Regions from separate parts of the Pan troglodytes genome. Here regions 1 and 2 are each linked to region 3. Evidence: chromatin contacts called from public Hi-C data. All regions are on one chromosome and are shown on one strand. Each heading gives the region's core, a stretch centred on a gene start, on an enhancer-like site or on the middle of the called end of the contact. The rest is flanking DNA. Distances are from core to core; before and after follow the strand shown. Region 1 has its middle 36 kb from the start of ETS1. Region 2 has its middle 300 kb from the start of ETS1. Region 3 overlaps ETS1 (ETS proto-oncogene 1, transcription factor).

Region 1 (3,493 bases), core at 45-2,544, 150 kb before region 3:
ACTGGGTCTTTTCCACCCTTCTCCAGTCTTATTCCTATCCCACCCTCAAATTTATAGTGCTTTCCTAGTCAGAGAGATTCGCCCCTGGAGAAAGTCAGCTGCAGTTAGACTGATTGCTAGGTAAAAACCAACGGTTTCATATCTTTAAATGGGAGGCAAGAGCAAGTGGGTCTGGTGGACTTAGGTGTGGGAATGTCAGAAACCGCGTGGAGACCAGGTCACACTGAGTGTAGGTTGGGGAAAGCTTGTAAACAGAGCATCCGAGGAAAAGAGAAGTTGCTGGGGGAGGAACGTGACTGCAAGACAGCATTCTCTGGGCTGAGGCAAGCCAAGGTCCAGGCACAGGGGTGTTGAGTGAGCACCCTAAGTGTCGGGATCCTGGTGACAGGCGCATTCTCTGTAACACTCAGCATCACCGAGTGTGGGCCCTCCTGCCCTCTGGGATCCTGTCCTTTATTCCTTTCTTTTCATCCAGACCTAGGATCCACTGGAATTGATCTGTCAGTGCGTGTTTATTAAAGCATCTACTGGGTACAGGACACCGAGAAGATACAGAATTGTAAAACTCTGATCGTGGGCCTTATTCATAAGAAGCTTGGCTAGAAAAACATAAATAATAGATTCCTACACTGACTCACTCTTTTAGCCATTATTTATTGGATGCTTTCTTGTGTTTCAAGGTAAAATGGAGAAACACCAGTGAACAAACAACACGCTGGGGTGTGGTAGTTGTTGCTATTCAGAAAAAGAACACCTGCGGGGGGAAAAGGGTGAGTGGAGGAGGGGATCTGTGAGCTGTTTGATGTAGAGTGGTTGCTGAGCCGGGGGCACCCCTGATGCAAAGTCAGAGCCAAGCTCACACCTTTATTGCTGCCCATGGTGGTGGCAACCTCACTCTCGTTATTGAAACAGGACACGTGGTCTAATTGCTGGCTTTTATTGTCTGAGGTATTTGAAACTTGGTCTTAAAAAATTCAGTGTGGGTTGTTGCCCTACTGAGCTGATTGTGCACCTTAGTTCTATGGTCCCTGCAATGAGCTGCTGCCCTCTGTGAGTTCCCTTCTGGTGATTAAATGGGGGAATAAGTGCAAGAAGGCCGGCTACAGGCAGTAGCAGCTAGTATGTCTTCCTGATTCTCAGTCACCTTCTTTTAGACTGTTTTTTGGTTTCCTGCTGAAAAAAGACAACTGAAGCCAGTCACCCTGCAAGTTCACCGGTGCCTGTCACCTCCCTCTCAGGCCCGGGAGCCCCGCCCCTGCATTGGCATCCCCCCACCCCACCCCCCAACCCCGCTGCCTGCTCTCCTAGGCACGCGGCCTGCCTCGTTGTGAAACTTCTTGTTTGGGGAGTAATCCTATCTCACCCTATCTGCCCCAGTTATGCTGAAGTCAAGCGAGGACTGTTTTGTGAAAGCCGACCGGTGCCCAGAACCCATCTCTGAGTTGCTACCCACCTCTTCTCTTCAAAAACAGGAAGTCACCTCAGGCCAGAGTAAATCAGTCCTAATACCCTGGGGTGTGCATTTTGTTAGAGCTCAGAAGGTTGGTTTAAAACTTGGCAAGTTAGATCATTGGATGTCCTGGGCATGTTCTTTTTGTTTTCTCCCAAGCTTCTTGATTTCTCCTTCGCCCTGACCTTTACTCTTTGATTCAGAGTCAAGCTTCTTGGGTAGACCTTCAAGAAAGGTCAATGGTGGGTTTAGAGCCCCTCCCAGGGATTTGAGGAGCCCATCCTGCAGGGAGACAGTTGACTTTGGGGGTTGGAATAAAGGATAAGGCCCCAGATTCTGGACTCCTTTTTTTTTTAAATCTTATTTGGTTTTTATGTTAGTTTTATGTTAGCTGACACTACTGCCTCACAACTAAAGTGATACATTTATTTATTTTATTAATTAATTATTATATAATGTAGAACAGTCTAGTTTTATTGCTTTTAAGTGATAAAGAGCCTTTCTTTGCTCCCCCCAACCTTTTTTTCTTTTCTTTTTTTGGGACATACATTAAGTTGTGAATCAGATGTTAAGCGATGTGGAGACGGAAGGAAAATTGATGACTTCATAATATTTTTACAACTTTACAACGAATATAAATCTGAGTCTGTTGCATGTACCAGGGTCTAACAAGGGCAGAAAACAAAGGCAAACTCAGGTTGATGAACGCTACGCCTACACACACAGGTGCTGGGGGATGGGGGATAAATTCTTAAATGCAGAAGACCAGCTCAATACATGTGGGCATTTTAGGGTTAACACTGCAAGTAATAGGTTGTGGAAAGCAGGAATGTGGGATGTAAGTTTTGACACAGGTCTCCTTAGCACAGCTGGGGCAATGATGGCCACAAACACAAGAAAAGACAGCGGCTCAAGTCAATGGTAGGCGTGGTACCCTCCGAACTCTCAGGAGTCAATCACAAGGGGCAGGGTGACATCCACCCATCACTTTCCTAAATTCTGCACTTCTAAAGACAATTCAAGGAAGCAAACAATATCTTGGTTTCTAGAAAAGATTTCTGGGTTCTAGGGGACAGAGTTCATAGAATGTGAACATTGATGCCACTACAAAAACAAGTTAAAAAAAAAAAAAATTAAAAACAACCACCTAACCTAAGCAACAGCAAAACTGCAAGGAGCTTTTGGAACAAAGGGCTGTACCCTCAGCCTCAAACTACATAGTCAGGCCTCAAGGTGACCTCTCTGATTACGGAGGCATCACCTTTTCACTACAAAGTGACACATTTATGTATTTCATCATCAAGAAGGAAAATACCAGTTTTGCTTTTTAGGAGGCATGCTTTAACTTTATCCTAAGCTGCTATTGTCATTCGGGGATAGATCAAGACACAGACACAAGGACTCAAGTGGCTGGTGATCAGGGCCACCCGAAGGGAGTGTGTCCAGGGAGTCACCTCTACAGCATCGCTGACTGTGTTCACGTCCACACAAGGACATTCTTCGTAAGACCCCGGCTGGACGTGCGCTCACCTGTGGGTCGGGCGATGCCGCCCAGCACAGATGTCTGATGCCTGGAGCTCTTCCCTTCCTGGTCTGGTGTCTTGGCTGCATTGCCTCCCTCTTCCTCTCTTCTTCTAATCGTCATCCATTCTGATCTCTCCCTCTTTTAAATCTGAATTCCTTCCTGTTTGGAAATAAGAAAGCTTGAGGGCTGATAGACTTAGTGAATAATGAATAAGTGTGTTTCCTTACTCCATCATTGATGAGATATCCCTACCACCCTGCCCTGCCATGTGATTGTCAGCTGCTGAAGAATGTTAAAACCTAGAAAGGAATCCAAGGGTGAAATCAGTTGCTGGGGAGGGGAAGGTGGAGTTTAAGCTAAGACCCAACGCATGCAAGACAGGAGTGTTGTGGGAGGGACTCGTGCTGGGCGACCTCTGAATCTGGCCACCTACGAGTCCACGCTTCTCCCTCCTCAGCTTCCTCTCGGAAGTGCCTTGGGGACCAAACTTCCTGCTCCAAGCTCTTTGCTGTCCCTTC
Region 2 (3,780 bases), core at 111-2,610, 180 kb after region 3:
TTCTCCAATATCCAGGGAGGCTGGATCAGCAGTAACACTGCAGTTCGAGATAGGGGACTTCTCCAATATCCAGGGAGGCTGGATCAGCAGTAACACTGCAGTTCCAGATAGAGGACTTCTCCAATATCCAGGGAGGCTGGATTCTCCCACACATTTCTCAGGAAACACATAAAAGCCTTATCCTCTAGCAACTTGCCTTGGGGGAGGTCTGGAAGAGCTGCTTCCGACCTGACTTGGAGTCTGAGTGAGAAGAAAGCAGCGGGGTATGGCATATTTTGCGCATCAGCTTCTCCCGTTCCCTGAGTGGCATTATCCAGGACTTGCAGGGGGCAGCCCAGCCCTTCTTCTCTTAGAAGCCCCAGCTTGCCGAGGGCCAGTCGGGTCTAACTTCTTGCTCATCATAAGGCAGCACCATGACAGAGAGGAAAGGAAGCTGGAGCTGCTGGAGGCAGGGCTGGGCTCCCGAGCAGGAAGGGCATGCAGTTCCCTGCTTCATGCAGTGTGGGGCTATCCAAAATTATTGTCTAAAATACCCTTCAGAGGAATAGAAATGCCACTGCTGACGTTCTTTACTTTAGGTCTTTAGGGGATTTTAGAATGGAATCTAAAGAAAAATGGAAATGACTCCCCCAGTGGTAATGGTCTCCATGTGATTAGAAGCATGGATAAGGATGAAACTTGGAAAGGGAAAATGATGAGAACCCCCCAAAATCTTGACCTCCTCCATCCTCTTCTTTCTGGCATGTGCTTGTGGATGGACAGACAGATAGCACCCCGCCAACCCACACAAACCTGTGGTGTTGTCTGGAAGACCAGAAGGGGTTGCCTGGGCCTCCTTCATCGGCCACCATCTGGCTTAAGCAAATCTCTCACTCGGAGCCAACACCCTGCCCCTCCCTGTGCCACTTGCGTAGGTGCCCAACAGCTTCAAGATAGGAGCCTCCTTCCTCCCCTGTTGCTCCTCACTTCTGGGGCTCAGCAAGGATGTTCATAGCTCCTAGCCGACCTTCTGCTTCTCCAGGGATGGGTGTGTCTGGCCTGCCACGGTTCCCGTGGACACCGGCAGCCCCCCTTGCAAACTCTGTTCCTGCTCTTCGAGTGCATTCTTGGCCCACACGACCAGCCTCTAAGGTGCCCCCGCTGCAGGAGAGCCTCCCACTCACTGGCTCGCCACTCCGCCTGTGTGCTTCCCAGCCGACCAGGGCGAGTTTTCAGAAAACTATTTTTAGAAAGAGTAACCTCAGAATAAACACCACTCACCAGATGCTGGTGTTTTTCTGGGGCAACCAAGCTGAGGATCATTTGTTTAAAGAGAAAGGTGAAACAGACAACGTTGCTCTTTTGGCCTGGGATGGTTTGCAGACTGCTGGGTTTTACTCCCTCTAGCGGCATGATTTTAGAAGACATGACACTGCCTTGACCCAGACTAATAACCATATTCTATAATGGCCGGGATATTTGAGATAACTCAATTTTACTTGACATTTAGGCTTCTAGTTTGATGCCAAGTAAGGACAGATTTAATCCTAAGTTTACAGGTACAAACATGTGTTAAGACTAATAGGACAAACTCTCTGCATCATTGTCTTATCCCTGCAAGGGTTGATGAATAAAATTCTATTTTGAAAAAGAGATGTTATAGTAAAACTGCTGGATATCTTTGATTACATAAAACTTATTCCCTACAGAAGACCTACATGTAATTTTGTACTATGTATCACTTTCCTAAATAAGTGGATGGGATAGGGAAGAACAAATTAGAAGAGGGACTTGTGAGTCTAATGTTGGCAAGAAAACAGAACAAAACAACATAAAGCCTTCTGATTGTAAGACTTGAGAGACCAGAAACACCTTACTAAGAGGCATCAAAGTGTGTCTCTCTTTGAAAGTTGTAATCGTATTTCTAATCATTATATTTCTTAGTGAATTTGGTACAATCACAAAATGACAACAGAACAAAATGAAATGACTTTTTGTAGACCTTCCTTCTCAATTCCAGGATTCTACAATCCAGCCCCATTTCTCTGATTGGAAGAAAACTGTAAATGAAAAGATTGTCACTGGCCTGAAGACATTAGTCCTCTGATTAGCAGAGCTTATCAGTGTGGAAAATAGTCAATGGACAATGATCTAGTCATATCATAAATGACTGGATTTCTCCTGCAACCTGGGTGTTACTGAGCTGCAGACTAAAACCAAAACGACTGTGGGTGACCAGAGGGAAAACGCTTGAAGTCATCAATCAGTTAAATCATGCTCATATCTCAGCTCATTTTGAGTCAGACTTTGCACATGACAGAACTGCATTCATTCAACAGAAAGCATTCCATTCACAAAGAGTTCAGCTAAACTGACACTTGATTCATTACGAGTTCTTTTGCGGAAGGACTGGTTGGTTTTCCAGAGTAACAGCCTCGTCTCTGACCGCCCTTTTCTCTGTATTCACATTCACCATTTTTGTATGTTTCTGCCCACAGCTTATCCAACTTTCAGCAACTACTGATGGGGAGACTAGAATGCTGGTTTCCCTGTGGCACATGAGTAGTACATGATACTTTTTGTCCTCTAAAGTGGATCGTCACCAAGAACATGTCGGTGCTAATTTCCCTGAAGCATTGGTCTGTTTTCCTTTGCTGCAGTAGAAAGGAAGACCTATATACTATGTTACCCTGAGGGCAACATTGTTCCTGGTTTAAAACCACTGACTTAAGGAGAGGTACTGGGAATGAGAGAGATTTTATTCTTTCTTTTTTTCTGTTTATATTTTTCAACAATTATAGCACACCTAAACTGTGGCGTAGGCCTTGGGGATCAATAGCAAACAATGATAAATTCCTATCGTCAAGTAACTTGTATTCTGGTATATGTGTACAACAGAGACAGATGGTACATAGCAACAAATACATGAGTATTCCTGATAGTGATAATGTTATGAAGACACTAACACAAGGTAGTGAGCAAGGGAGTAACTATGTCAGCATGAACAAAGTGCAGGGACCATGGAGAGCTCTCAGTGCCAGCTCTTGCATTTAGCTGAATCTTGGATCATAGCAGGCAAGAGATAGCCACTGGTGGTGGTGGCCCCGGTGGTGGTGGCAGTGGATGTTGTGAAAGACAGTAATATGACCAAAGTTATGGTTTTACAAGTTTCTTTTGATAGTGATCTGTTTGCAGGATATTGGAAAAGAGCAAAGCCATGGAAACCAAGAAATTGGTTAAGAGGTTGTGTAATTATCAAGAAAAATGGCAATAAAAGCCTGAGCTGGGTGATGGCAGTGGGAATGGAAAGAAAGGACCAATGAGAGAAACTGCGAATAGAAATTTACAGCAGAGTTCACCCGAGTTTTAGATTTAACTGATTATTTTAAAAAATAACCCTGTGTAATTTTGTCCCATGAGGACATTAAAACAAATGAACACTACCATCAATTCTGCTTTATGAAAATGAGACGGTGTTAACACATGAAAAGGCAGACAGGACATAATCTCGCTACAAAGGGCAGTCCTAGGTTAATAAGTTTTTAGTTTTGTGCTTAACCCACTGGACTGTCTTATTTTTGTCATTGCATTACAGACCAGTAACCATTATATACAAGTCTGATATTATTCTAAGATTGGCACTTTACAGCCTGCATGTTCCAGGCTTACCTGAAAACATGATGGATCAGGAGGCTGAAAGAAAAAAAAAGTGATGTAAATGATGACTCCCAAGTTTTGTACTTACTTGAACAAGAATTTGAGGGAATCATTAACAACAACAAAAAAATAGGAAAAATGAGA
Region 3 (3,836 bases), core at 348-2,847:
GGTGCGTGTGCACTTTTAACATAGGAACAAGGATTTCAGAGGCTTCCCTAACTTAAAAAAGTCCTAAATGCTTATTCTCATTGAAAATATTAAAAATTTTTACATTCGTATACTGTAACTTTTTTTTCCTTAACCTCCAACTTTCTACTTTTTCAAAGTTGCCATACGAAGGCCAATTTAATCCTTGGAAGTCTAATTAGATTTTTTCTAGTGCTTTTACAATTTTTTTTAAATGCATCTTTTTTCTTGTTTTTTACTGAAAATTGTTTTTAAAAATATATTTTCTGTTGTTTCATTCTTCTTTGTAATTCCATTATTGTATATTCAGTTGCTCCTAAATTGTTCACCTCTTTAAGTGTCTTTCTCTCTCTCTGTCTATATATATGTATATATGCAGATTTTTGTAATAAGGACTTAATTTACATTTTTATAAAGTAAAGAGAAGCAGAGATTACTATTTCCATTTTAGGGAAGGAAAAAGTAAAGCCCAGAGAGATTAAATGAGTTGCATAAGATTGCATATGGTGATTCAGGTAAGAACTGATATCAAAGCCTCGTACCCTCAACTCCCTACCCGGGGCTTTCCCACAGGCATCATATATTTTAATTTTATAGGATGCCGTCATCACTCAGTACTCCACTGCCTGACATGTAAAATGGCTTTTATTTTTAAATTGTTTGACACTCCTCCTCCTTTCGTTTTTGATCTAACATGCAAGAGACATGAACTCGGCAGTCAAAGACTGGTTTTAACTGATTTGAGAGCTGTTTTCTCACTCTTTTTCATGGTTAGATACTGGCTATCTCAGCAACAAATACAAGTTTATAGAGTTGTTGTTTGTTCATCATTGTGTTCAGCAAGTATGCTTTCCAAACACCTGTCAGAATGTTCTTTGTTGTTTGAGTTGAATTATTGGAAGTTATATTCCCAATCACTGCCCTTGAGTTATTAGCCACTGATATAGGAACACGTTTATAGAATATACTGACACACAGTGAGTCTTTAAACCAAGGCCGTATTGGCCAGTTATAGAATGTTATACATGGAGTGTGTTAGAGATGAGATAAGATTGGGTCAGGGTGGGGCAAAGAAAATATACAACTCAGAAGAAATGAGAGGCATAGAACTCAGCCAAAATATCAAGCACTCCTGGCCCTTAATCTTCTTAAAATAATTTTCTCAGGGTCTTGATTGCCAGTCAGTCCAGCAATACAGTTTCTTGAGTTATTCATCCTCAGGCAACAAGACTTTGTGCAGCTTCAGGTTGAGCTTGGTCCAGAGGCCAAGAAACTGTCAGGATGTTTACTGTTTTGTCCTTAAACTTAATGGAAATCAGGAGATTTAGGGGCCTTTGTGGATGGTGATTTAGAAGAGGGTTGACAGAAACGGGTGATACTTGGACTGGGGAGTCACCCACCCCACCCTCAGAGGTGCGTCCTCCTGTGGTAGCATGAAAGGCAGATTGATACACTTGTGAACAGATGGGTCATTTCTGGATTCGAATGTTCTGTTTTTGCCATCATCGTTTGGCTGTGGGTAGAGACACCTGGCTGGAAGGGAGGGGCCAGCAGGCCTGTTCCTCTGTTTTAGGGCCACCTGCCAGATGTGTGCTATCAGGGCAGAGTCAGCCCTATTGCAAGGGTGACCAACCATGAGAGTTTCATAGGTTAAAATAAATGTGGTGTCCTGCCCACACCGAGGTATTTGATTTGACTTTTAGAATAGAGCTAAAGGGATTAGCTTCTTAAAGTAGCAAATTAACTCCCAAAGGACAGGTGGTCATTTTCATTTTTGGGAACACGTTGATGAAATGCAGCCTGAGGGTCACCCATATTGTTTGGCCCCAAATATTGTTTAATAGAGAGAAGCCATTTGAGCGGACTTTCTAATCCTTATGCCTTTCTTCAGAGGAGGTTTGTTTCAGTAATGTAATTTAGAAAATATTTAATGAGTACCTGCTGAAGACAAGCTATCATACCTGGCATTGAGGATATATGGCTCAGTAAGATATAGTCTGTGTTCTCAGGGAGAACATGTCAAATGACACAGTAGTCATTCAACAGCAAAGAATTTTTTGTTTGTTGGTGTTTGTTGGTGAGGCACTGTGCTAGGCTTTGGGTTGAAGCAGTGAAAAAACAAAGTCCTTGTCCTTACAGCATATATTCTAGTGATGGGAGAAATGGACAGAGACCAAACCATTGGGGTGGTCTTGGTGTAAGCCATGTACAATGGAAATATGAGGAGACTGCCTGGGAAGGTGCCTGCCCAGCGTTGACCTCCTTCTGTTTGGAAGAAAACTCCTGTGTTCTCCTCTCAGCGGAGCACAGGTGACAAGAGTGAGAACTTGTGGTTGAAATGGAAATGAGGAAGGAGTAGAAGGAAAAAGTGAAGTTCAACCTGACCCTGTTCACTTGCTGTGAGGATGTCCTTGTCACAGGCAGGCAACTCCCAGACCTGGAAAATGAGAAGAATGATACTGACAAATCGGGAAATGGAAGGGATTTCCATCAAGAGCATGTTACTAACACCTTGTCCTAGCCCATTGCTATATATGTATTTGTGCTGCTCAGTTCTCAGCCTCAGGGCAAGGGACCAGAATAGCAGGGGATTTTTAATAACCAGCTCCTCATTGAGACAGATAGTGGGCCTTGCAGCTCCCAGACAAGGAAATATGACCCAAATGAGCAGGAATTTACTTGAAGCTTTACTTTTTTTAAAAAGTGAGATTGTTGCCTTAGATTTGAGGAGCCTTCGGGGTCCCCTTAGGGGGTGAACATCCTTGGTGTGATTTGCTTTGTAGGCTTGGGAGCTCTCCAAGTTCCCACCTGGTATTTCTTCTTCAGAGCTTGTAGCACGTTCTTCAAATCAGACCTGTCAGTGTGTAGTAAGAACTGTCCTCTTCTCCAGAGGCTGAGAAGAACAAAGCAGTAGAAGGAAATTCCCCTGCAGCCGCCTGAGAGGGAGGGTGGAGAGGGAGCAGACAGCAGGGGGTGTGGAGGCTCCGTGCCATGGGAGATGGGTGTGTGGAGTGTGTGTGTGGTGCTCTCCCGCCCGCATGGCTCTGGAAAGAGACCTCCTTCTAACAGGGACCCCTCTGTTGTTGTGGCTCAGAGCTTCGACTTGAGAAGCATACTTTCCCAGTGATGCCACTGGATTCCTGATGTGTGACACTCCCGGGCAGCGTCGTGAAGGGTGCTGTTGACTGCCTTGGAGATCCCAGACAGGGACACCATTGTGAGTCACATTGAACATGTGAGCTCCCCTTCCCATGACTGGTGCTATTATTAGTACCGTTTTCTGCTCTAGGGGACAAAGGTCACTGGGACCACAGTCCATTTGGGTAGGTGGAAGAGGCTGGGCACAGGGATAAGGGGGAGTTGCAGGGGGAATGGAGGAAGAGGCTTTACAAGTTTAGGATATGTTGGAGCAAGGGCAAGGGATGGGGCCCTGGAGCCCTGTGGATTTGGGCAGACCTCCGCTAAGCGCACGGAAACACCCTCTAGAAGAGTCGTAACTGGGAGTGCTGGACTCATTCATTGTCTACACCAATATTGGGTGTGAGAACTTCTGATGGGCCTGGATGTGGGTGTCGCTGGTGGATCTGTGTAGCCAGTGTGCCTTCCAACCCCAGAGCTGCCTCTAAGCTTTGGGTTTCCAAGTGGCCCTGAAGTCCCCTCCCAGACCTGAAGTGAGGGTGATGCATTGCTGTGGAAACAGGCTCCTGTATTAGACCATCCACGGGCCCAGCCAGGAACTGCGCCCACCCTGGCCCAGTGTTTCTGGCTGGAAGAACATTTCCATGTCTTTCCTAGTTCTCTTACTCCCCACAACAAAA

The links. Hi-C and Micro-C count contacts between places; a contact is called where the count stands out from the background.
Region 1: a Hi-C map of blood shows a contact between it and region 3, with 2.8 times the contacts expected there. The contact joins two enhancer-like sites. A contact is called at or near these places in 2 of 7 Hi-C or Micro-C datasets (blood and induced pluripotent stem cells).
Region 2: a contact with region 3 is called in a Hi-C map of a lymphoblastoid cell line, with 3 times the contacts expected there. The contact joins two enhancer-like sites. A contact is called at or near these places in 2 of 7 Hi-C or Micro-C datasets (a lymphoblastoid cell line and stem cell-derived neural progenitor cells).

Annotation. Positions count from the first base shown.
Region 1 is chr9:130,555,267-130,558,759 of NHGRI_mPanTro3-v2.0_pri, reverse strand. No RefSeq gene overlaps it. Among named protein-coding and RNA genes, the nearest start is that of ETS1, 36 kb to the right of the region's middle. Within about 2 kb of position 1,294, at least 1 of the 24 cell types and tissues checked has an H3K27ac peak or open chromatin away from gene starts, as enhancers often do.
Region 2 is chr9:130,221,596-130,225,375 of NHGRI_mPanTro3-v2.0_pri, reverse strand. No RefSeq gene overlaps it. Among named protein-coding and RNA genes, the nearest start is that of ETS1, 300 kb to the left of the region's middle. Within about 2 kb of position 1,360, at least 3 of the 24 cell types and tissues checked have an H3K27ac peak or open chromatin away from gene starts, as enhancers often do. A contact at or near this core is called in a lymphoblastoid cell line, where this site is marked.
Region 3 is chr9:130,400,737-130,404,572 of NHGRI_mPanTro3-v2.0_pri, reverse strand. The region is part of intron 8 of ETS1 (ETS proto-oncogene 1, transcription factor); the gene reads left to right. Among named protein-coding and RNA genes, the nearest start is that of ETS1, 120 kb to the left of the region's middle. Within about 2 kb of position 1,597, at least 6 of the 24 cell types and tissues checked have an H3K27ac peak or open chromatin away from gene starts, as enhancers often do. A contact at or near this core is called in a lymphoblastoid cell line, where this site is marked.